2 separate regions of the Zea mays genome follow, and region 2 is linked to region 1. The links are chromatin contacts, called in public Hi-C maps. All regions are on one chromosome and are shown on one strand. The core of a region is the stretch at or near the end of the contact, and the rest is flanking DNA. Distances in the headings are between cores, read along the strand shown.

The links. Hi-C and Micro-C count contacts between places; a contact is called where the count stands out from the background.
Region 2: a Hi-C map of leaf shows a contact between it and region 1, with 5 times the contacts expected there. The contact joins the promoter of LOC100285573 here to the promoter of LOC100277352 in region 1. A contact is called at or near these places in 8 of 25 Hi-C or Micro-C datasets (bundle sheath, ear, endosperm and 4 more).

What each region holds. Positions count from the first base shown.
Region 1 is chr1:85,176,884-85,182,415 of Zm-B73-REFERENCE-NAM-5.0, forward strand. LOC100277352 (putative calcium-dependent protein kinase family protein) reads left to right here and starts at 2,461. Exons shown (of 8, transcript NM_001150943.1): 1 at 2,461-2,566; 2 at 3,174-3,880; 3 at 4,190-4,333; 4 at 4,428-4,580; 5 at 4,754-4,869; 6 at 5,415-5,532. The coding sequence starts at 3,187.
Region 2 is chr1:85,305,364-85,310,895 of Zm-B73-REFERENCE-NAM-5.0, forward strand. LOC100285573 reads left to right here and starts at 2,521. Exons shown (of 6, transcript NM_001413611.1): 1 at 2,521-2,823; 2 at 3,015-3,112; 3 at 3,505-4,071; 4 at 4,167-5,116. The coding sequence starts at 3,034.

The DNA.
Region 1 (5,532 bases), core at 1,211-3,710:
GGATGTATCTAGGATTGCAATTCCATCCAATACCAAGAGTCTTGGCTTTGAATTGGGAGAGACACTTTTTTGTTAAAGTCCAATTCTAAGAAACTGAGATTTAATTCCAGCTTTGAATTTATCAGACAACCAAACAACAGAATTCAGAAATCTTGATTTCAATTCCCAATTCCAGTATTGAATATCTACATCCAAACGAGGTAGTAGAGTATTTTTTCACCTCTATAATGGGGAATGAACTCAATAGCCCGACACAACCAACTCTAGAGCACTTTGTAATCTTCAATTAAATGGTTCAATTGAGACAAACTGCTCCAAACCATATAGTCGACGACAACCATCAAAAGTAACAAAAAAAATAAAACCAAAGCAATATCCAGTGCCATTAGATACTAATTTTCAAAGCAAATCACTAAGATAAGAATCTAATAGATATTTTCTTATAAAATTGTATGTTCATTGTTACCTTTTTGTTACGTTCTTCACACATGTATGATTTACCGTAAGTGTGTTATGTGTATCAAACTCCACAAAGAAAAAAAGGACATTGGTATAACACAACACACAACTATGAACCTATGCATAATTGTTGTTTACATTTGTTCAATGCACTCTCAAGAAAAAATACCTTCATCGACATTCCTTTGAACAAAACAACTAAGAAAAAAGCACATAAACAGTTGGTCTTTTGAGGAAAGAGTTTTTTGCCTACACACATATTAAAAATTGCTAACAATTGGGACTATCATCATATCTTATCACAGATCAATTTAAACCTAATGGATGTTTACGTACCAAAGCTCTAAGTTTTATCTATTGTCTTGAAAGTTGAAAACTCGTCTCATTTATGTGTGTGGTTTCTCATAACGTAGCGCATCTCACACTCCACACAAAAGTTGTATGCATCATAACAATACAACTAAGGGCATGTCTTGAAGCACCCGTTTTTTAAGAATCTGGTTTATGAAAACTGAAGTGGTTTCAAACATAACAGTTTATATTCCAGTTTATAGAAACTGGATTCCCAGTTTCTTAAAACCAAGAAGTTAGACTCCCCTAGCTAAGCGAAAGGGCTTCTAGCCTAATGGCTAAGAGCTTCAGAGTACGGAGTGATTTTTCAGGCTTGGTTAAAAAATCCCCTCGTTGTGCCCTATTCGCTCTAGGGTCACGATGTCTCGTGCCCTCGGGTTGAGCCATTGCAGAGTAGACGGTTGACGCCAGTCCGTTAGTGATGGGAGGTTAGGATTCAACGATTTTCTCGGTCGGGACCATTGTTTCGGTCTCTTTTTAATATAATACCGGGAGGGCAGTCTTTCCCTCTCCAGCTGAGTTTTTTAGACTCCCCTAGCTAAAACCACTTTATGAAAATTGAGGTGGTTCCAACTTGCAAACACCATAAACCAGATTTTTATAAATCAGTTTCCAAAAACTAGAGATAAAAACTGGATTCTTAAAACTAGGTTGTTTCCACATAGGGCATAAGAATCTAGCTAATCATAGTTGTTGTTTTTGTTTATGATGGCTTAGAGCATCTCCAGTAATTGTCCAAAAAACCCACTAAATTTAATTTAGGGTGTTAATAAACAAAAATCATGCTATAACAGTTCCTTAAATAAGGTCCATAAATATACAAGCTTTTTAAATATTCCTATTAGTCTCTAAACTTGGGTAGTTGTTTCGCACTCCCAATAGCATGTTTTTGTCAACAATCACACCGTGAAATCACTTATAAATCAAAGTTTCGGAAGCATTTTTTTAGAAAACTAATGGGGATGCTCTTAGATTACCCTCTGGCTAGGGATAAAAGAACCCTGTCAGCATTGCTCTGAACAAAACAATCAACCCGAAACATCTAAAATAGTTGTAGTCTTTTTGAGCAAAGAGAATTTTGGTTACACTTATTTTGTCAAAAAAGTGCTAACAGCTCGACCACCATCATATATTGACACGAAACTGTTTGAATCTAATGGATATTCGCATGTGGTTCATGAAGATTCACAACAACCTATAATTATTGTGGTTCTTGAATATCACTTTTAAAACAAAGAAAACTCTCATGAGCACTGATTTGTATTGATAGAACATATGTTAAATGCTGAGTCTGTTCGGCTCCAACTGTATTTCGCGAGAGGAGAATAAACCCTAGGTCTCTCACAGAGTACCCTAGGTATACTATAGATGCAAAAACTTTTCTCTCGCTGGGCACTGTAGCTGCATCTGGAGTTTTTTTTACCATCCAAGGCCGTTGATTTCGAGCCTTTTGTCCTTTATGGAAAATCGCAGACGTCTACCAAGCCTCCAGCGGCCAGCGCGGCGAAACCTGTCATCCACGCCGCACGCTGCCGTGGCACTCAACCGGCCCGTCCTACCCCCACGGGCCCCACCCAGTCCACCACCCAGTATAAAACACCCTCCTCCTCCTCCGGCTGCTGCGCAGTGTGCTCCATCTCCATTTTTCTCCTCCTCTCGTTTTTGCGTTTAGGCCCCTGGGGAAGCAGGGATTCTGGCGACGGTCCCTCCCCCCGGCTCTCCCGCCTCGCGGCTCCGATCGAGGCCGCAGCGTCAGGTAAGATCCTTCACGGCCGCTTCCGGTCCTCATGGACCCGCATTCCACCTCGTGCGCGCGCTGTCGGCTCTGGATTTCGTCTACTTCGGCGAGGACTCGGAGTTAGAAACTAGAAGCCGTGTCCGGGGAGTCGCCGAGGTCTCTAGTAGGAGGCATTCCATGGCAGGATTTGGTGAGAATCTTTGTTCGCGGGGCGAATTTCGGTGCCAGTAACTCTTGGACCGGGGATTCTGGTGCCAAGGACACTGTAGTAGAAGATCCTAAATTTGGGTGGCGGTTTAAGCTATAGAATACGGTGGAACTGATACAGAGGTTTTGGAATTGTCGCTTCAAATATCTTAGAGGAGCCAGGAATAGTTGGCAACAGTACTAGTTTTTGTTTGTTTATAATTTACAAGTCTTCTGTTGTTCGCTCCTTTTTATGATAAATTTTTGGCTTAAATTTACGGTGCAGTATTTATTACTTGTACTGTAATTAGGAGTTCTGATCAGGTACATATGTTGGGGTGAGAAAAAAGCAGGCAGCAGTAGGTTTTCTTGTTTTGACGCAGAACTTCTTTATCGATGTCGCTGTTTTTATTTAAAGTTGTATTTTTGCGTCTTGCAGTGCAGTTGCATTAATGGGAAACCAATGCCAAAATGGAACCTACGGGTACGGGAGCAATTACAACAGCTACAACCACTTTCAGAAGGAGCCTCTGGCTTCTAGGCACTGTGATGGGGACGATACTGAGGGTTGCTACACAGGGCCATCTAGACCGAGCATAGCAGACCTTATGCGACAAGGACTGAGGCAGACTTTAACGTCCATCTCTGTTCTTGGTCGAGAGACTCCTAATGTCACAGAGCATTATACCCTTGGCCGGCAGCTTGGAGAGGGTCTCACTGGGACCACCTACCTCTGCACCGAGACCAGCACTGGGTGTCAGTTCGCATGCAAGTCCATCCTGAAGACAAGGTTCCGGAACATGCAAGATGTTGAAGACGTGCGCCGTGAGGTCCAGATAATGCGCTACCTTTCAGGGCAAAAGGATGTAGTCGCCATCAAGGACGCGTACGAGGACGAGGAGGCCGTGCACATTGTCATGGAGCTCTGCGAAGGCGGCGAGCTGTATGACCGGATTAAGAAGGGGAACTACAGCGAGCAGAAGGCTGCACATCTTATAAGGACTATTGTTGGCGTCATAGAGAACTTCCATTCACTTGGTGTCATGCACCGGGATCTTAAGCCAGAAAACTTCCTCTTACAGGATAAAGACGATGATTTGTCGATAAAAGTAATCGACTTTGGTCTCTCCGTGTTCTTCAAACCAGGTAGTATATCAATTTAGAACAAGCCATCAGGCTGTTTGAATTCTCAAGTAATGATATTCTGCTAATGTTTTGATCTATGTTGCATAACCCAGTATGTCCTTCTAGTTGTCCGCGAGTGAAACATTTTATTTGTGTTGCTAATTATCTTGTGTCTTCCACAGAGCATAACAGTATAGCATAGTATTTCCTCCTTGTATAGTTTTTGCCCTGACCGATTCACATCTAGTCACCTTTGATTTATGCCGGAGTATGGAAGTATGCACCAATTCTGGAGTTTTTCCCCTGAATACAGAATTTGCAAAATTTCAGGTGAGGTCTTTACTGAAACAGTCGGAAGCCCGTATTATATTGCTCCAGAAGTATTGCAGAAACATTATGGACCAGAGGCTGATGTGTGGACAGCTGGAGTGATACTCTATGTACTGCTAAGTGGCGTGCCACCATTTTGGGCAGGTGAATTAATTAGACATGATATTTGACTATTTGAAGTTTTCTTTCACTGCCGTTTTCTGGATGTGCTCAAGTCATCCATTTAATTTTGTACCAGATACACATGAAGGAGTACTTGACAAAGTGCGGAATGGGCATTTTGATTTTGAATCAGACCAGTGGCACATGATTTCGGACAGCGCAAAGGATCTTATAAGAAAAATGCTCTGCCCTTGTCCATCGGAGAGATTGAAAGCCCATGAAGTTCTAAGTATGATTTAACCCTTGTGCATATTAGTTTTTTCTCATTTCAATACCATATATTTACATGCCTTGCTTTTCCTAGAATGACTTTTACCAGCTGTTTATTCCTGGAAATTCACAGTAACTATTGTAAGATCAAGGAGTTGATAATACAATGATCTTTTGTTTCTAAATGCTCAGAGCATCCATGGATATGTGATAATGGAGTGGCTACTCATCAAACTCTGGATCCAACTGTTCTTTCTCGTACCAATAAATTATCTGCAGTGAATAAATCAAAGAAATTGGCTCTACAGGTGTGTTTATATGCCATGGAGTAGTTATTTTAATTTCTATTTTTTTGCACCATGGTAAATCACTATCAGGGCTTTTGGGAAAGAAATTGGAGATGTTTTTTGTTACCTTTATTCCCCTAACATGGATCCTTCTGTGATGTAATAGTTTAAACTTGGCTACCATTGTTACTTGCTATAAAAGATTAAAACGACCCAAAATATGGTAAACATCATGAAATTCTCTACATGGTGTCTTAAAACATGATGCAAAGCTTTTCATTATTCAGGTATTAATATATTTGTCATCAACTCATCATTGTTGTCAGTGCGCATATTGTCACTGGTCAATCATGTATCTGTTTTATTTTTGCTTCAGAGAATTGATCAGAGCTTTTTACTATTTGGTTTGATTTGTCTGATCTGCCGTTCTAGGTTGATTTAGATAATTCCATAGGTTGCTTTGCAAGGATAGATGGGATGTAAAGTACTCTATATTAGTCTGGCAATTCAATATCATAACAATTCACTTCTTTTTCCATTTGTGAATCTTCCTGATTTTGGCCCAGGTTATTGCTAAGCATCTTTCAGAAGAGGAGATTGCTAGGTTAAGAGGAATGTTCAAGGCAATGGACAATGGAAACAATGTTGTGATTACTTTGTCTGAGCTTAAAGAAGGTTTGAGCA
Region 2 (5,532 bases), core at 1,271-3,770, 130 kb after region 1:
TAATATTTATATATCTTGTATCACACATTTGAGAACAGCCTTAAATATAAAAAAAATGTTGACTATAATGCTGCACACCTTATCTAATACTATAACTTGGATGTAGATCTTGTCCCCAACGAAGATCGTCTGATATGTCTTAGAACTTGTATCAAATAGTTGGACACCTAAACTATCTCAAATAAAATTACTATGCACCTACAAATATTGTTCGACATTTTCATATCTAAAGTTTCTTTTCATCCGACATCATTTTAAAAAAGTCAAATTTTTTATGTACGTATTGATGGTGAGAGGACCATGATGTCTAAGAGGTGTGAATTTGGCTTTACTAAAAACTCTTGCTTAAATTAAATCCTAATCGCAAGCCTAACTTCATCCAAGTGTCTAATATGTGACAAAGAGTTTTACACCCTAATTTGTAACTAGATACTAGCATAGAAATTCTAAGAAGGTAAATGTTTGAAGTAAATTACTTAAATATAAATATGTATAGTAGATCAAGGGTTAGAAGACTCATCGATGTATTGAAGAGTAATCACTCTCCACTAATCCTTGTTGGGGCACACGCATAAAGGGTGTCAGTCACTTTGGTCCATGTAAGGACCAAGTGCTCGTTATATGTAACACCTCGTCCATCCTAGATCGAAGGTAATTCCTCCCGGTAGCCCTCTAGAATCATAGATCATCCCCACAGACCAACATAGGTCTTTTGTGCGCACTTTGTCCTCACTCAAGCGCACCCAAGAAGACTTCCATGTCGGTCATCCATCACAAAATTGCTTTGGATCAAGCACGCTTAACTCAGAGGTTCTTTCAAGATAGGCTTCCGAAAAAGAAGATGCACCTTTCTGGTGTGAGTATTCTATCAATCCTATTAATTATAATCCATCCCCTTAGAGGACCCGACGTCCTCGTCGATCAACGCCAAGCCAGGAACCTCCCCTCTCGGGCACGTCTGTGTGTCCAACGTTGTCATATGCCATATCATGCGATCACTCCTGGTCCACATGCGCCATGCACCATATGCCTGAACCCCTAGCCCACACACGCTCGTGAAAGCGCAAGGGTCGGCTCTAATACCATTTGTAACACCCCATTCATCCCGGACCAACAGTAATTACTTCTGGCAACCCTCTAGAATCATAGACCATCCCTACAGACCAATACAGGTCTTTTGTGCGCACTTTGTCCTCACACATGCACACCCAAGAAGACTTCTCGATCGATCATCCATTCCAAGATTGCTTTGGGACAAACACGCTTAACATAGAGGTTCTTTCGAGATAACCTTTCGAAAAAGATGCACTTTGCTAGTATAAGTATTCTATCAATCCTATTAAGCCTTGGACCAGGATATCACATTATGTGCCTCTGTAACACAATGAACCGCTCATAACTGTATATGATGCTCGAGTCACAAGCTCACTAGGCGATCACCACACTTCTGATCATCACCAAATCGTCTAGGTGATATTGATAACCAAGAGTAACAACAAAAGCATTAGGCTCTCTATGCAGTAATGAGGTCAATAATCACGTAATCATCACTTATCTAATCTTCTCACTATGTAAAGGGCCTTCCTCACTTTTAAGTGGATGCTTCAGCTATTGGAAGGGATGGCACATCTCAAGAAGTTGAGGTGGGGGCCTAAATAGCTCCAATGGATGAAACTAGGCGCTACCACCCCACTCAACATTTTTGGGGACACCAAACATGTTCGATGTTTGCATTCTCAATACAATAGGCATATTGGCGTATCTCCAACGGCTAGTTTCTAGAACTAGCCATTATTGTATATGGTATCCAGTGCCCACACCGAACATATCTAGTGGGTACAGTCGTCGAGTGTATAATTGCATACCACTGTGAGTATCCTGTAATGTGCAATATCCTATGTCAGACTGACATGTTCGGTGAGTGCTTGATCTATCACATACGCATTTTCATGCTCGTTGGGTACCCTGTCTAATGGTACACCAAACACACCCATGAGTAATTGAAATGCTAGAGGGCACACTTCTATCCAGTGTGTTTGGTGTACTGTTCAGTGCTACTACAAACTGTTCAACTCAGCTTGTTTCAATCATATTTTGAGTTAAGTTATCTTTCAAAATAGGTTAGATTATATAATCTTAGTAGATTATAATAAAAAACAGGCCCTATATCTGTATGAGGTAACTACTAACTAGCATTTTCCATAAGCATATTAATTCTATTTAGTTACCGTTCGGAATTTTTTAAAATATCTTGTGCCAGCGGTAAACCAGTATGGAAGCCGTTCCATCCCAAATCGAAGTGCATACCGGAGGTTAGCTTGGATCCAGGAGTTAATAATTCTCCCTTGCCTGGCCCACCTGTCGATAGACATTCTGCACGCTGATTGACACGCCATGTTTAGTTCAACACACCTTCTGATATTGGTCCCCGCATACAATGGCCCCATATTCAGCCTCACCAAGGCTAGCTGTCTGGGTGCCGTTGGATAGAGAAAAAACCAAGGCGCTGCCTCTCCCTCCCTCTCTACACGCCCACAAGCTGGTGACCAGGATCCCCCCACCCAAAACTCCGCTCTCATCCCACCCCCCCTCCACTCCACTACCACGGCGGCACGGCCTGCCTCTGCAGCTCTGCCCTGCTCCGCACCCCTCGCTCTCCAACCCCAACGCGCGGCGTTGCTAAAATTCACCGCAGCGCTTACTCCAGTTTGGCCACCTCACCACCCGCCGCCGCTGTTTAAGAAGGCCCCGCGCCCGATCGGGGATCACGAACCTTGGCCGCCGCTGCCGGAGTGGGGGTAAGCGAGAGCCCTCCTGCTTGGGGTGCGTTCTTCGTAGGCTGCTTGGTTCTCTTCGAGCCCGATTTGCTCTTTGTAGCCTGGCTCTTTCCGAGCGCAGTCTGTTCTTCGTCTCGTCTCCTCTGCTGGAGGTTTGCAGGATCTGGTATGATATGGTGATGTATGATGAACTGACGACGCACGCTGCTGTCGCGTGCGTGGTGTGTGTCTGTGCAGGCGTAGATTTCCGGCGGCCATGGGGGGCGCCGTGATGGTCGCCATCGCGGCCTCTATCGGCAACTTGCTGCAGGGCTGGGACAATGCGACAATTGCTGGTAATTCACGATAGAGAATGTTATAAATCTCTTTATGCTGTGTCCCCTAGATATCTTTCTGTGCTTGCCGCTAGGGTCCATGTTAGGTACAGTAGCAATTATTGGGATTCCTGTCGAGATCATGCTGCGTTTGCTCGAATTGCTTGCGTCATAGCAGAAATAATTTTGCTATTACTCTTCGAACCGCAAATTTAATGGGCAGCGGGTGATTTCCTCTAGCGATTCGAATCGATTCCTAACGTGATCAAATAATTGGTGGGTCCACCACGCATGCATGATCTCTTCTTCCGAAACTTGCTGCCATCCAAGTCAAGACGTGTCAAAATTTTGAACTGACACAGATAGCTTGACTATGGTCTGACCCTGTTGACCTGATGCCTGATCTCTTCCAGGAGCCGTCCTGTACATAAAGAAGGAATTCAACCTGCAGAGCGAGCCTCTGATCGAGGGCCTCATCGTCGCCATGTCCCTCATTGGGGCAACAGTCATCACGACGTTCTCCGGGGCAGCGGCCGACTGCGTTGGTAGGAGGCCCATGCTGGTCGCCTCGGCTGTCCTCTACTTCGTCAGTGGGCTGGTGATGCTTTGGGCGCCAAGTGTGTACATCTTGCTCCTCGCAAGGCTCATTGATGGGTTCGGTATCGGTTTGGCGGTCACACTTGTTCCTCTCTACATCTCCGAGACTGCACCGACAGACATTCGTGGGCTGTTGAACACGTTGCCGCAGTTCAGTGGGTCAGGAGGGATGTTCCTCTCCTACTGCATGGTGTTTGGGATGTCCCTCATGCCCAAACCTGATTGGAGGCTCATGCTTGGAGTTCTGTCGATCCCGTCACTTATTTACTTTGGACTGACTGTCTTCTACTTGCCTGAATCACCAAGGTGGCTTGTGAGCAAAGGAAGGATGGCGGAGGCGAAGAGAGTGTTGCAAAGGCTGCGGGGAAGAGAAGATGTCTCAGGTTTGCTGGCTTTGCAAAAGACAATTCTAATGCAGTTGTAGTTTCTTTGCAGTTTTGTTGATGAGTGCTCATGCTGGTCTGGATTGATTTTACAGGGGAGATGGCTCTTCTAGTTGAAGGTTTGGGGGTCGGTAAAGATACACGTATTGAAGAATACATAATTGGTCCCGATGATGAACTTGCTGATGAAGGGCTGGCTCCAGATCCAGAGAAGATCAAACTATATGGACCTGAAGAAGGCCTATCTTGGGTTGCCCGACCTGTTCGGGGACAAAGTGCTCTTGGAAGCGCGTTAGGTCTCATCTCTCGTCATGGGAGTATGGCGGCTAGTCAGGGTAAGCCCCTCGTGGATCCTATGGTCACTCTTTTCGGAAGTGTTCATGAAAAGATGCCTGAGATCATGGGGAGCATGAGGAGCACATTGTTTCCCAACTTTGGCAGCATGTTTAGTGTTGCCGACCAGCAGCAGGTGAAAGCTGACTGGGACGCCGAGAGTCAAAGGGAAGGTGAAGATTATGCTTCGGATCATGGTGGCGATGACATCGAGGATAACCTCCAAAGCCCACTTATTTCTCGTCAGGCAACAAGTGTGGAAGGAAAGGAGATCGCTGCACCTCATGGTAGCATATTGGGTGCTGTGGGAAGGAGCAGTAGCTTGCAGGGAGGGGAGGCAGTAAGCAGCATGGGCATTGGCGGAGGATGGCAGTTGGCGTGGAAATGGACCGAGAGAGAGGGCGAAGATGGGCAAAAGGAAGGTGGCTTCCAGCGTATTTACTTGCATGAGGAGGGCGTACAAGGCAACAGGGGTTCTATATTGTCATTACCAGGCGGGGATGTTCCTCCTGGTGGTGAGTTCATCCAGGCTGCAGCTCTTGTGAGCCAACCAGCTCTTTACTCTAAGGAACTGCTGGAGCAACGTGCTGCTGGTCCTGCGATGATGCATCCATCTGAAGCAGTTACTAAAGGTCCAAGATGGGCCGACCTATTTGAGCCTGGGGTGAAGCATGCACTGTTTGTTGGCATAGGAATACAGATCCTGCAACAGGTAACAAGTCTTTGCCTATATCGAATGTACATGCGCCCCTTTGTGCACTTGGTATTGGTACTTAGACCATGTTTGTTTCCTTCCAGGATTATATAATCCAGCTTATGTACTATATGAGCACCTATTGTCCTGTTTATGGATTATCATAATCTAGGTATCTAGATTACATAATCTACCTAATAATCTGTGTTGTTTGTTTACCTCTCAACTTATTTAAGCTGGATTATATAATCTAGAGGGTAAACAAACAGGGCCTTAATTTAGCACTTCAAAAATGACAAAATAATTTCTTCTAGTCCCTAGATGCGTTAAAGTTATCTCCAGAACTAAAGAGGTAGATTAAGCATGTTGATGCTATGTGCTTTACTTCCGCTAATAACTTTTTTAAGCTCTTACTTTTGGCCTTACCAGCAAAG